Linked DNA regions of Mus musculus: all the other regions are linked to region 3. Evidence: chromatin contacts called from public promoter capture Hi-C data. All regions are on one chromosome and are shown on one strand. The core of a region is the stretch at or near the end of the contact, and the rest is flanking DNA. Distances in the headings are between cores, read along the strand shown.

Evidence for each region. Promoter capture Hi-C pulls out the DNA fragments that hold promoters and counts their contacts. Capture Hi-C pulls out chosen DNA fragments and counts their contacts.
Region 1: a promoter capture Hi-C map of liver shows a contact between it and region 3, with 4 times the contacts expected there. The contact joins the promoter of Rassf4 here to the promoter of Sec13 in region 3. A contact is called at or near these places in 2 of 39 promoter capture datasets (liver and pre-B cells) and 1 of 484 Hi-C or Micro-C datasets (the N1E-115 cell line).
Region 2: a contact with region 3 is called in a promoter capture Hi-C map of liver, with 7 times the contacts expected there. The contact joins the promoter of Marchf8 here to the promoter of Sec13 in region 3. A contact is called at or near these places in 2 of 39 promoter capture datasets (both in liver).
Region 4: a promoter capture Hi-C map of pancreatic islet shows a contact between it and region 3. The contact joins the promoter of Plxnd1 here to the promoter of Sec13 in region 3. A contact is called at or near these places in 1 of 39 promoter capture datasets (liver) and 1 of 9 other capture datasets (pancreatic islet).

The regions. Positions count from the first base shown.
Region 1 is chr6:116,672,516-116,675,215 of GRCm38.p6, reverse strand. It overlaps Rassf4 (Ras association (RalGDS/AF-6) domain family member 4), which reads left to right and starts at 1,380. Exons shown (of 11, transcript NM_178045.4): 1 at 1,380-1,492.
Region 2 is chr6:116,336,647-116,339,346 of GRCm38.p6, reverse strand. It overlaps Marchf8 (membrane associated ring-CH-type finger 8), which reads right to left and starts at 1,325. Exons shown (of 8, transcript NM_001302383.1): 1 at 1,132-1,325; 2 at 857-961.
Region 3 is chr6:113,739,308-113,742,007 of GRCm38.p6, reverse strand. Sec13 (SEC13 homolog, nuclear pore and COPII coat complex component) reads left to right here and starts at 1,327. Exons shown (of 9, transcript NM_024206.4): 1 at 1,327-1,363. The coding sequence starts at 1,361.
Region 4 is chr6:115,993,733-115,996,432 of GRCm38.p6, reverse strand. It overlaps Plxnd1 (plexin D1), which reads left to right and starts at 1,428. Exons shown (of 36, transcript NM_026376.3): 1 at 1,428-2,700. The coding sequence starts at 1,628.

The DNA.
Region 1 (2,700 bases), core at 131-2,630, 2.9 Mb before region 3:
TAGGGCTGTGGAGCAACAGCAGACCAGATCAGCAGCACATGTAAAACATACAAGGAGGGCTCAGGACACCTGAGGCCTATGTCCCAAGCAAGGTGAGAGAGACAACAAGGTGAACTGGGGCAGAGAGCACGACTCATGCTGGAGAGCCACAGGGAGACTCGCCCTCCCCACCGGCTGTTGACTTCTTCAGTTGCACAGGGGTGAATTGGAGAAGTTGGGAGTTACGGTGGAATTCCGTGCTTTTGGTTTGTCAAAACTTTTCGAAGCACCCAAATAATGAGCTCAGTTCTGATGCTTTCGGGCTGTGGGAAGAAACATGGGTTCCAACAACAGGTCACCAACCACAGGAAACCCTAGTTGGCAGAGAATGGATCACTCTCTAAGAACACGAGTGAAAGCTAAGTTGAAGAGGGACTGCAGGCTGGTCATTTTTAGCCCGCTGCAGGTAGGGAAATAGACAGAGAGTCTGTGACACAGGAAGTAAAGGGCGGAGCACAATCTCTTTGCCATCTCTTCGCCGGCCATAATTGGCACGGTGCGCTGCATTGGGGTCCAGAGACTCTAATGCCGTCTGTTTTCAAATACGTGAGTACCTACACTTTTAGAAGTCCCACTTCATACTCTAAAACGGCCCTGTGACTCTAAGAGGGTTAGAAACCAGGGAATGAGCCGAGCTGAGATGACTTACTTTGCGAGGGAGGGCAAGAGGTCCTGAAGTCAGGACTGGGAACCATGAAATAAAACAGAGTCAACAAAGCTCCCTTGCCTCACAGCCGCCCAGCTTCCCTAAGCTCCCAGCCTATAGCCTGGGGCTCTGCCTCAGCGCTGGCCAATCTCCTCAGAAAACAGCGACCGAGAGAGAGGAAACTAACTTTTTAAATTCACCAGCTCCTATTTTTTAATGTAGCTTTCTGAGAAGCCACAACTTTGCTTGCAGGTGCCACCTGGACAATAAATAAATGTCCCAGACTTCACGCGCGCGAACACACACTCCACCCTCCCTAGGAAGCGCACAGTAGTAGCTGTAGCGCCTGCGCAGAGGTCTTTGTTGAAACCCAAGTATCTGCGTTACCCAGGCTCCCTGGCCTCCGCCTGTGTAGACCGAGGGCCCCTGGGGACCCACTCCTACTGCTTTCTCTTTGCGTCCTGGGGTGCCCTCGAGGATTGGGGACTTAAGTGATGCGCGAAGCGCTTAGTGGTGTCCGTAAAGATCGAACAAGTGAGCAAATGCTCGGGGTCTACTTGAGGGGCATCAGTACCAAGCACCCTAGAAGGAAGAGATGGGCTGATAGGCAAAGCAGTTGACCAGAGAGAAGGGGCGTGTCCAGGGCGGAGAGGGGCGTGTTCGGGGGCGGGAGGAGGTGTGTCTAGGGTGGGCTGGGACGGACTTGATCCCTGCAGCAGATGCAGGGCTCTTGAGTCCGTGCAGGCACAATTCTAGTGCACGCGACCTCTCTTGCTGGTGGCCTCTGGACCGCGCGATGACTGAACGGTGAGTGATGCTCAGACTGCAAAGGTAGTGGGCATCCTTGGAGCACCCTACCTTCGACCCTGGGGCCGCGATCAGGCAGGGCGCTAGAGCCTGAGCACTTGCACCCCCAGCCGCAGTGCGCGAGTCTCCTCCCCCTGCCAGCCTGGCGCACTGCGGGCTTCCAGCCAAGGGCTGAGGGTGGCAAGGCGCCTAACATCTCCTAGATAAGGTACTTTCCGGGCAAAATCTTAGCAGGGCACGTGAATCCAACGGCCGGCTACACTTGTGCTCACCTCATCCTCCTCTCAGCCAGCTTCCTAGAAACACGATCTTAGAGGCGGGAAGAGGGTTTCAGCAAGACCTTAAGATTTTACAGCTGGAAAGCCAACGCTAGGATGATTACTCATCCAGACACTTGTTTCTCCGTCGCTGTTGGTGCGGTGGGCCATAACCAAAGGGCTACACAATATGCCACTCACGTATAGTTTCAGGGCTAAACTCCACCTGTCTCCTGATTCTTTGGGGCCCGTTCTCTTCTTTGAGATCTCCGGCACCTCACTATCTCTCTGGAGCCTGAAGCCCAATGTCGACAGTGTTTATTGTGGATGAAGTCCTAGGGTCATAGTTGTTTAAACTGGTGATGAACTCCAGATTGAAAATAGAAAGGATTTGACAGGGTCATACAATGCAGTCAGGGTAAGCTTTGAGCCCAGACCTTTGGGGAGGCTGGGTTGTTTAACCTAAAAGTATGTCGAAGAAAATGCTTGAAATTGTCTTTATTTATTTATTTATTTACTTACTTACTTACTTACTTATTATTGAGAAACAGACAGATGCACACTCACTCACACACCAGAGAGAGAGAGAGAGAGAGAGAGAGAGAGAGAGAGAGAGAGAGAGAGCGCATGTACATGTGTACCTGTGGGTCATAGTGGCTGTGTGCAAGACAACTCTGTGGCATCAGTCGTTTCTCCCCGTCCGCTTTCCTGTGACTTTTGAGGATTAAACTTAGGTCCTGAGGCTTTGGCAGCAAGCGCTTTACTCATAGAGCCTCCTCACCAGCCCTTGAAACTGTTTAAAAGTAAGCTATCAGCACTAGGAAGTCGCTGCAGGCCTAAAGCTTTTGCTGTTTCCCCAAACTTGTAGTTCCCCGAATCTCCTTCCTGCCTATGGGATTTCCCCTGGGACAAACCCTGAGATAGGATTGGAGCCCTGCCACCCCCTTGCTT
Region 2 (2,700 bases), core at 76-2,575, 2.6 Mb before region 3:
TACACATGGCTCTTTATTTTAACTTCCTCAGTAATTTCACACTCTGCATACCCTCATTCACTGCATCCAACAGGATATTTCGTTTGATTTTATTGAACATAGGGTCTCACACACTGAATCTCTCAAAATGCAAAATTTTCTTGCTTCAGATTTTCAACATTTAGTTTTTAAAAAAAAAAGTGTCCACATCATTCCATGTATAGTTCATACATTCTTTTTCACAGCACGTGATTTGAGTATTCTAAATGAAGTATTCCACTCCCATTTTGAGTAACTAACCAAGCAAGTACATGTGAAGTCTACTATATAGAAGCACGATTGCAGTCCCTCCTGGGGCTGATCAGAAATACTGCTGTTTTTTCCAAGAGATAAGTTATATATTTATTATTTCTCTAATTGCATAACATATAATCGAACAAAATAAAGAAAAAAAAAAATAATGGGAAGGGCCATACTTCATACGTATCTTGAGACATCATCAAATTAACAAAAACATAAAACGACAAAAAAAAAAAAAAAAAACCACTTCATAATAAATCTTGACAGCTGTATGACCACTGTGTGTCTTTACGTGGGGGAGACAAAGAAGCAGAAAAGGGCTGGCTTTCTTTCTTCCTTTGTTGTTGTTTTTTTTTTTTTTTTTTTTTTCAAATGGGCTTTCAGAGAAGCGTGTTTTCTTTTTAAGGGAGGTTTAGCTGCGTTAAAGATACGTGAGAAGAACGTGAGCCATTATAATCCTCCCCTAATAAATTCCCTATTTAAAAAAACTTGACTCAGATGAAGGAGTCCAAAAAAAAAAAAAAAACATTTTTAAAGACGAGCAAATGGGCGGCGATTAAAATGTAAAGCAGCCTACCTACGCTTTGCCTCCAGCGCTTCTACTAGAGCAGCACCGTCCAGACGCCACGTCAGGCACTCAGACACCAGGAATCCACACTTCCATCTCGGACGGACGCGGAGACTGAAGCAGAGGCAGGGAGGGAGGGTTGCCCGGTGCGCGCCCTCACAGCCCAGCCCGGGCAGGACTTCACCTGAGAGAGCCCGAGACCTTCGGCCGCCCGCCGATAGGGTGACCGGACCCCGCCCCGCAGCACGCGGCCTCTCCCCGGCCCGAGACCTCCGCGCACCCACCTGTCGCGGCCTCCCAGCGGCCACACCCCTGGTGGCCCGGAGCGCGCGGCCCCGCCACGCCGCACCTCGGCGCGAGCAGCTCAGGTGGGCGCGGAGCTCCACGCGCGGCCCGCTTCCTGCATGACCCGGGCCGGACGCAGCAGGGCCGCTGGGTCAGCGCGCAGCCTACACCACCCAGCGAGAGGACGCCGACTGACCGGTCACGTGACGCGCCGGTCACGTGCCCCGCCGCGCCTCAGGCTAAAAGCGTTGCTTTGGCGACCTGGGGCGCTGGGAAGGCGGGGTAGCGGCGGCGGCCGCCTGGTAGACTGGCGCTGGGTGAGGCTGCTGGTAGACTCCGCCCGGCTTCACCTTCTCAGTGTAGAGAAAGGTAAACCTTCCGGTGCGCTAGCAAATGAAGTGGGAGCGAGAACTACGCGGTAAAACGTTTGTGTGTATGGACGAGCAGGGTTTTTTGTTTTGTTTTTTCTCTCACTCCCTAACCTAGAGAGACTCTGAGTGTATATGGTATGGATATGTAAATATGGTATTCATAATTTTTATGAGGATATTTCTGTCCATGTAGACAAGACGTATTTGACTCTACTTTGTCTACATTAAACTCATCCCTGATTATACCTGTACACTGGTGTTGTGACTTGTCCCCACCACAGTACTGTTGGTTGGACCCAAAGATTCTCTCAGAAGCTATCATTCCTAACTTTTACAATTTCTTGACATTCTAATTTTCCTAAGTCACATCTTACAGAAGGAGAGGTTTTGGCCACTGGCAGTTTTATTTATCCAATAATCTTTATTACACGGTACATTCAAGGTATTTTTTTTTAAATTCATGAGAGATTTGTAAGGCAATCCCTGCAGTACTCCACGATTTTCTATTGTCTAGAAGTAAGTCTGTTGGTTTAGCTAATCAGGTTACTCAGCATACTCAAATATGCTGGTCAGTTTGCATACTATGCTGTTTAGAGAGCAAACTGTCAGGAGACAAAACATCTGGATCCATGTAGCAAAGCAAAAAATGGGTCCATTCCTGTAGATCACCTTGAAAGCAACATTCATCTAGAAGATGGAATGGTGAATTTTTTTCGTGCAGATTTTTGCTGTGGGAAGCAGCAGCTACAACCTGAGAGAATCCTCCTGCCCTGGTGGCAGGCTTTCCTATAAGGCAGGACTAAACTTCCATTAGTGTCGTACATGGGCAAGAAGAGTCAATTAAGTGATTTGGGGGTGTGGGAGCCTGCCATCCGAAGTGACAAAGATTTCCAAGTTCTAGAAGTGTCTGAGTAGTTGTGGAGCTGGAAATATTATTTAGGCAAAGCTAGAGTCTCCTAACACAAGGATTCCCTACCCAAGAGATTTCTGAAGCCTCTCTTCATCTAAAACAAAGCTCTGAGTCCTGAGACCAAAATCTTGCATCTGTCCAAACAAGGGAACAAACAGGAAGTGGGAAGAAACCTCTGTACTTAGAAGGTAAAGCTGCTAAAATAAAGAAAAAAAGCAGTTGCTTTGAGGTGACCATTTGCTCAATGCAAGAAGCCTCGTGGCCTTTGGTAAAAATCCTCCTGTCTG
Region 3 (2,700 bases), core at 78-2,577:
ACAGCCAGGGGTGAGGGCGGTGTCATGATATAAGGCTGCCACTCTCCAGGCCCCTCTCCAAAAAGCCTTCACACTCCTTGAGTCTTGGCATCTTGCTGGTAGCTATCTTCAGCCAAGGTATTCAATCCCAGTTTCAACATACGACCAGAAAGATTTTTTTTTTCAAGACAGGGTTTCTCTGTAGAGCCCTGGCTGTCCTGGAACTCACTCTGTAGACCAGGCTGGCCTTCAATTCAGAAATCTGCCTGCTTCTGCCTCCCAAGTGCTGGGATTAAAGGCATGCGCCACCACTGCCCAGCAAAGGATTTAGCTAATGGGAGTGGAGGTTCTACTCTGGGCCACTTGGCTTCTAAGTGTGGTGGGGAAATGTGACCACGTGCATCTGAGGAGCTGCCCTGGGGCTCTGTGTTCCCCTTTCAGTGCTGTGTAAGCACCAAAGCTAAAAACAAGAGTTTGGGGAGGTTCCAGTTGTTCTCCCTTGAAACAGTCAGACTCCCAGGGACTTGAGACTCTCTGCTTGCCATCCCTTAAGAAAGCTGGTGCATTTTTGTATACTATCATATCAACTAACAATGAAGCTTTGACTTCTTCCGTTTCAATTTGTATCCCCTTGATCTCATTTAATTGTCTTTTTGTTCTAGGTAGAACTTCAAGTACTATGTTGAATAGATAGTGAGAGAGTGGTCAGCCTTGTCTTGTCCCTGAATTTAGTGGAATTGCTTTATCCATCAACGTAATTTACCATATAAACAAACTGAAAAAAGCCCACATGATCATCTCATTAGATGATGAAAAAGCCCTTAACAATATCCAATACCCCTTCATGTTAAAAGTCTTAAAGGGATTATGGATACAAGGACCATACCTAAACATAATAAGGCAATATACAGCAAGCCAATAGTCAACATCAAATTAAATGGAAAGAAACTTAAGCAAGACCTAACAAAGCACTAGCCCAGTCTACTTGAGAAATTAACCTCTACGATGGTCATGATAAGCCAGTGGGACCCGGAACCCGCAGAAAAGGAGAGTGAAGCTATAATGACTAGTCATTTTATGTATGCATCTCAGGAACCAGAAAAAACTTAGTCTAAATAAAAAACCTGCTAGCGACGGCTTCAAATCATAAAATCCCTGGATTAGGGTCGCCACAGCAACCAGAGCCCAACAGTAGCCAAGATAAAGGCAGAACTGCAGGAGGGCGGGGCCGAGGATCCAGAAGACGCGGAACCTTTGTGTGAGTCGAGTGTGTTGCTGACCGGAAGATCCTGGGTGACAGCCTGCCGGCTGCGGGCCGGCACCGGAAGTGAAGCGTTTTGAGCTGCCACGTCCGAGGCCGTGGGTCGCCGCTGCTGCAGCTATGGTAAGTGTCGCGATCCCTGCGATAGTCGTGGCTTTGAGACAGACCACCTCTACGTCCTCAAAGTTTGCTTGTCCTGCCTCTCTCTGGGTCTCGGAGCGGGAATTTAAGGCAAGGCCACTGGGCCTTCCGGAACTCATAGGCCCGGGCTGCGAGCCCACCTCCTGCCCGTCTCGTGTCTTGTCCTCCAGAATTGGAAAAACAGCCAAAGCTATCATAGGATCTACTGCCTGACAAGCCCTTAGTGCGTTCCCACGATCGCTCACATCCTCTGCCTGCGCGTAGCCTGCGGAGCAGATGCTACTATCATCAACACTTGGGCTAGGCAGTGGCAAGCTAAGATCCAAATTCTCCTCATCATTCGCCCTGCCACCCACTACCTCAGCAAAGGAGGTGGAGGGATCAGTTGCTTGGACACAGGACTCCCATGTGTGATGGTCCCTTCGGGAAACTGATGACAGGCCTAGCTGAGTGACTCCAGGGCATCGTCTCAGCTTTTTATTTCTGTTTCTTATTTTTGAATTTACATGGCCTCTGTGGTATGTCTTTCACCGCACCCCACTCCGTATAATACTAAGGGAATGAAACTCTGGAAGTCTTAGACCCTGGTTGGCGCAGCGGTGCAAGGAGCTGCCTCCTTCTGTTGGCCTTTGGCTCTTTTGTTGCCAAGTTGGAGACTCATACACAGGTTCATTCTAAGTTTGTACCTGGTGTGATTCTGATGAGCTGAACTGTTTTGAGTGCAGCTTCTTACTGTGTTCCAGCAAGCGCATAAGTGTCCTTATAAGATGCTCCGGAGGACTGCTCCAAGAGCTTTAAAATACATAGCATCCCAAAGTGTGGATCATAACCCATGGCTGCTGGTTAAGAATGGTCATAAGGATGCCAGCTTTCCAAAGTCCTGTGGGTCACCAATAGAAAATTACTTTTCCTTGAGCCAGTTGGGATTGTGGGGAATTCTTGGTCACATCACCCACCTTATATTGGTGTGTGTTGGGGGAGGGGGTTAGAGGATTAGTAGATAAGATTGTTGCCAGCAGTGTGGTTTTGGTAAGGGTGTTTTCTTCACTGCCACCTTAAATTGATTAGTTTTTCTGTTGACTATAATTGATTGCTCCTGGTGCCTCTCCAATGCTCACGGGAAAATGTCATTGTCTCCAGGCAGGTGCTGCTCCTCTTTCTCTAATCTTTGCCGACACTTTTCAGAGCATTTAAGATTCTCAAGGAAACACACTTACTTATTCAGTGTGTGCCTTCTGAATGCCTTGCCGCCGTACTCTCCCAGGGTCTACCTTTCTGAAAAAATAGCCCAGGCTGTTGGAGAATTCTTGATCCACCCT
Region 4 (2,700 bases), core at 179-2,678, 2.3 Mb before region 3:
CAGGACATAAGTCTCCAATTTCCTGCCAAGGAACACTCCTGACCATCAAAGCCAAGGCCATGAATGGGCTGGAACATGGCAGGCAAGCCGGCAGGCAGGCACAGGGACAGGAAGGTTGGGGTGGGGGCCAGGGAAATGGGGATGGCTGGGCTCTGAGCCCTTGCTGCTGACCCTTCAGGCACAGGGAAAGCCCCTCCCCATCCTTCCTTCCTATCTGGTGGGAGCAAGGTCACCCTCTGAGAGAGGGCCACTAGGCCTCAAGTGACAGCTGCAAGCTGCTAGGAGACCCTGACTGAGAACTTGTAGCTGGAACTGTGGCTTCAAACAATGGGTCTGTGTCCCACCTTCCCCCTTAGCGGTGTATTTTGGGCTTTACTTCTGGGGCCTCAGTTTCCATGCACGGAAAGTGGGTTGAGTCTTTGTAAGGAGGTTAGCATTTGGTGTGGTCCTATGTGGGCACTCCCATGCTATGGAGAGGATCACCTGGGTTTCTATGACCTTAGGAAAATGACTCCTTGCCTTTATCCCAGGGCCTACCTGTTCCTTTGAAGGTCAAAGGAGTCCGGTGCCCAGTGCCAGCTCATATGTGGAATGACTTTAGGTTTCTCAGAACCTTGGCCTAAGGGCAAGGTCCTGGGGGTCTGCGGGGTTTGGCTCTATCCAGAAAGTAAGGCCCTGTGTCTGGTGTTCTGCTCAGCCCAGCCTGCCCTTGCAAGAGGAATGAACTTCCTCTCAACACAGTTTCCTACTTTTGCTGTGGGATTGTCAAGTTTGTCCCCGGAGCCTGCTGCTTGCAAACTCCTTTTACAGAGCAGTTCGGGGAACAGACCATAGGTTAGCCAGGGGCCTGATGTCCCTGGTCTGGCTGGTCTTTAGAGTGAGGCTTGGAGAACATAGGGGGTGTGAGCGGGGGGGGGGGGGGGCGGGGGGGGCGGGGAGGGGGACTGTGGCCAGAAGGGGCAGGCGGTTGAGGGGAAATGGAGGGCTTTAGGGGCAAGGAGAGGAAAAGAGTAGAGAGGGAGAGCAGCGGGAACAGAAAGAAAAAAAAAAAAAAGGAAACGCAGATGAGGGAGAGGGAGTGACGCGGGAGAGACACGGGGCGGAGTTGACAGGATCGGAGTAGGGGAGTCCGAGAGATTGAAAGAGCGAAACTCTGAGAGGCGGTGGAAGGCAAACGGGAGCCCAGAAACAGAACAGAGAAGGTACTAGAGCGAGGAGAAAGAGAGGAAGGATAACAAACAAGCGAGAGGAAGACATTCCAGGAGCTGGCCAGGAACCAGGAAAGAGGCAGGCAACTTGCGACTGCCCGGGTATCGGCCACCAGTGACCTCGGACCGCGGGGCGTGGCCCAGAGGCGTGGCCGGGGGCGTGGCCCGGGGCGAAAGGGCGTGGGCCAAGCTGCTGGGGCGGGGAGATGGGCTGTGGGCGTGGTCTCCACGGAGCCGCCCCCGGGCTGAGCGCCTCGCCAGAGTCGGGCCGGGGCGCCGGGGCCGGGGGCGGCAGGCGCGGGCAGGAAGCGCCTCGCGGCCCGGGCCCCCCCCCCGCCTCTCGCCGCCTCCGAGCTCCCGGCTCCCGGCCGCGCCGCGCCCCATGCACTCGCCGCGCCGCGCAGCCCGCGCTCGCCTGGATGGCTCGTCGCGCCGCGGGCGGCGCACCCCCTAGCGCCCGGGCCGCCGCGGCCGTCCCCTTGCGTCCGCGCCCTCACTCGCGGGGCCCTGGTCTGCTGCCGCTGCCTCTGCTGCTGCTGCTCGGGGCGGCACGGGCCGGCGCCCTAGAGATCCAGCGCCGTTTCCCCTCGCCCACGCCCACCAACAACTTCGCCCTGGACGGCACGGCGGGCACCGTGTACTTGGCGGCAGTGAACCGCCTGTACCAACTGTCGAGTGCCAACTTGAGCCTGGAAGCCGAGGCGACCGTGGGTCCCGTGCCGGACAGCCCGCTGTGTCACGCCCCGCAGCTCCCGCAGGCCTCGTGCGAGCACCCGCGGCGCCTCACGGACAACTACAACAAAATCCTGCAGTTGGACCCGGGCCAGGGTCTGGTGGTCGCGTGCGGCTCCATCTACCAGGGTCTGTGCCAGCTGAGGCGCCGGGGCAACATCTCAGCCCTGGCCGTGAGCTTTCCGCCTGCCGCGCCGACCGCAGAACCGGTCACCGTGTTCCCCAGCATGCTCAACGTGGCCGCCAACCACCCCAACGCGTCCACTGTGGGACTGGTGCTGCCGCCTACCTCGGGCACCGGGGGCAGCCGTCTGCTCGTGGGCGCCACGTACACCGGCTTCGGCAGCGCTTTCTTCCCGCGCAACCGTAGCCTAGAAGACCACCGCTTCGAGAACACGCCCGAGATCGCTATCCGCTCCCTGGACGCGCGTGGAGACTTGGCCAAGCTCTTCACCTTCGACCTTAACCCGTCGGACGATAACATCCTGAAGATCAAGCAGGGCGCCAAGGAGCAGCACAAGCTGGGCTTCGTGCGTGCCTTCTTGCACCCGGCGGTGCCACCGCACAGCGCGCAGCCCTACGCGTACCTGGCGCTCAACAGCGAGGCGCGTGCGGGCGACAAGGACAGCCAGGCGCGCAGCCTGCTGGCGCGCATCTGCCTGCCCCGCGGCGCGGGTGGCGACGCCAAGAAGCTCACCGAGTCCTACATCCAACTGGGCTTGCAGTGCGCGGGCGGCGCGGGCCGCGGCGACCTCTACAG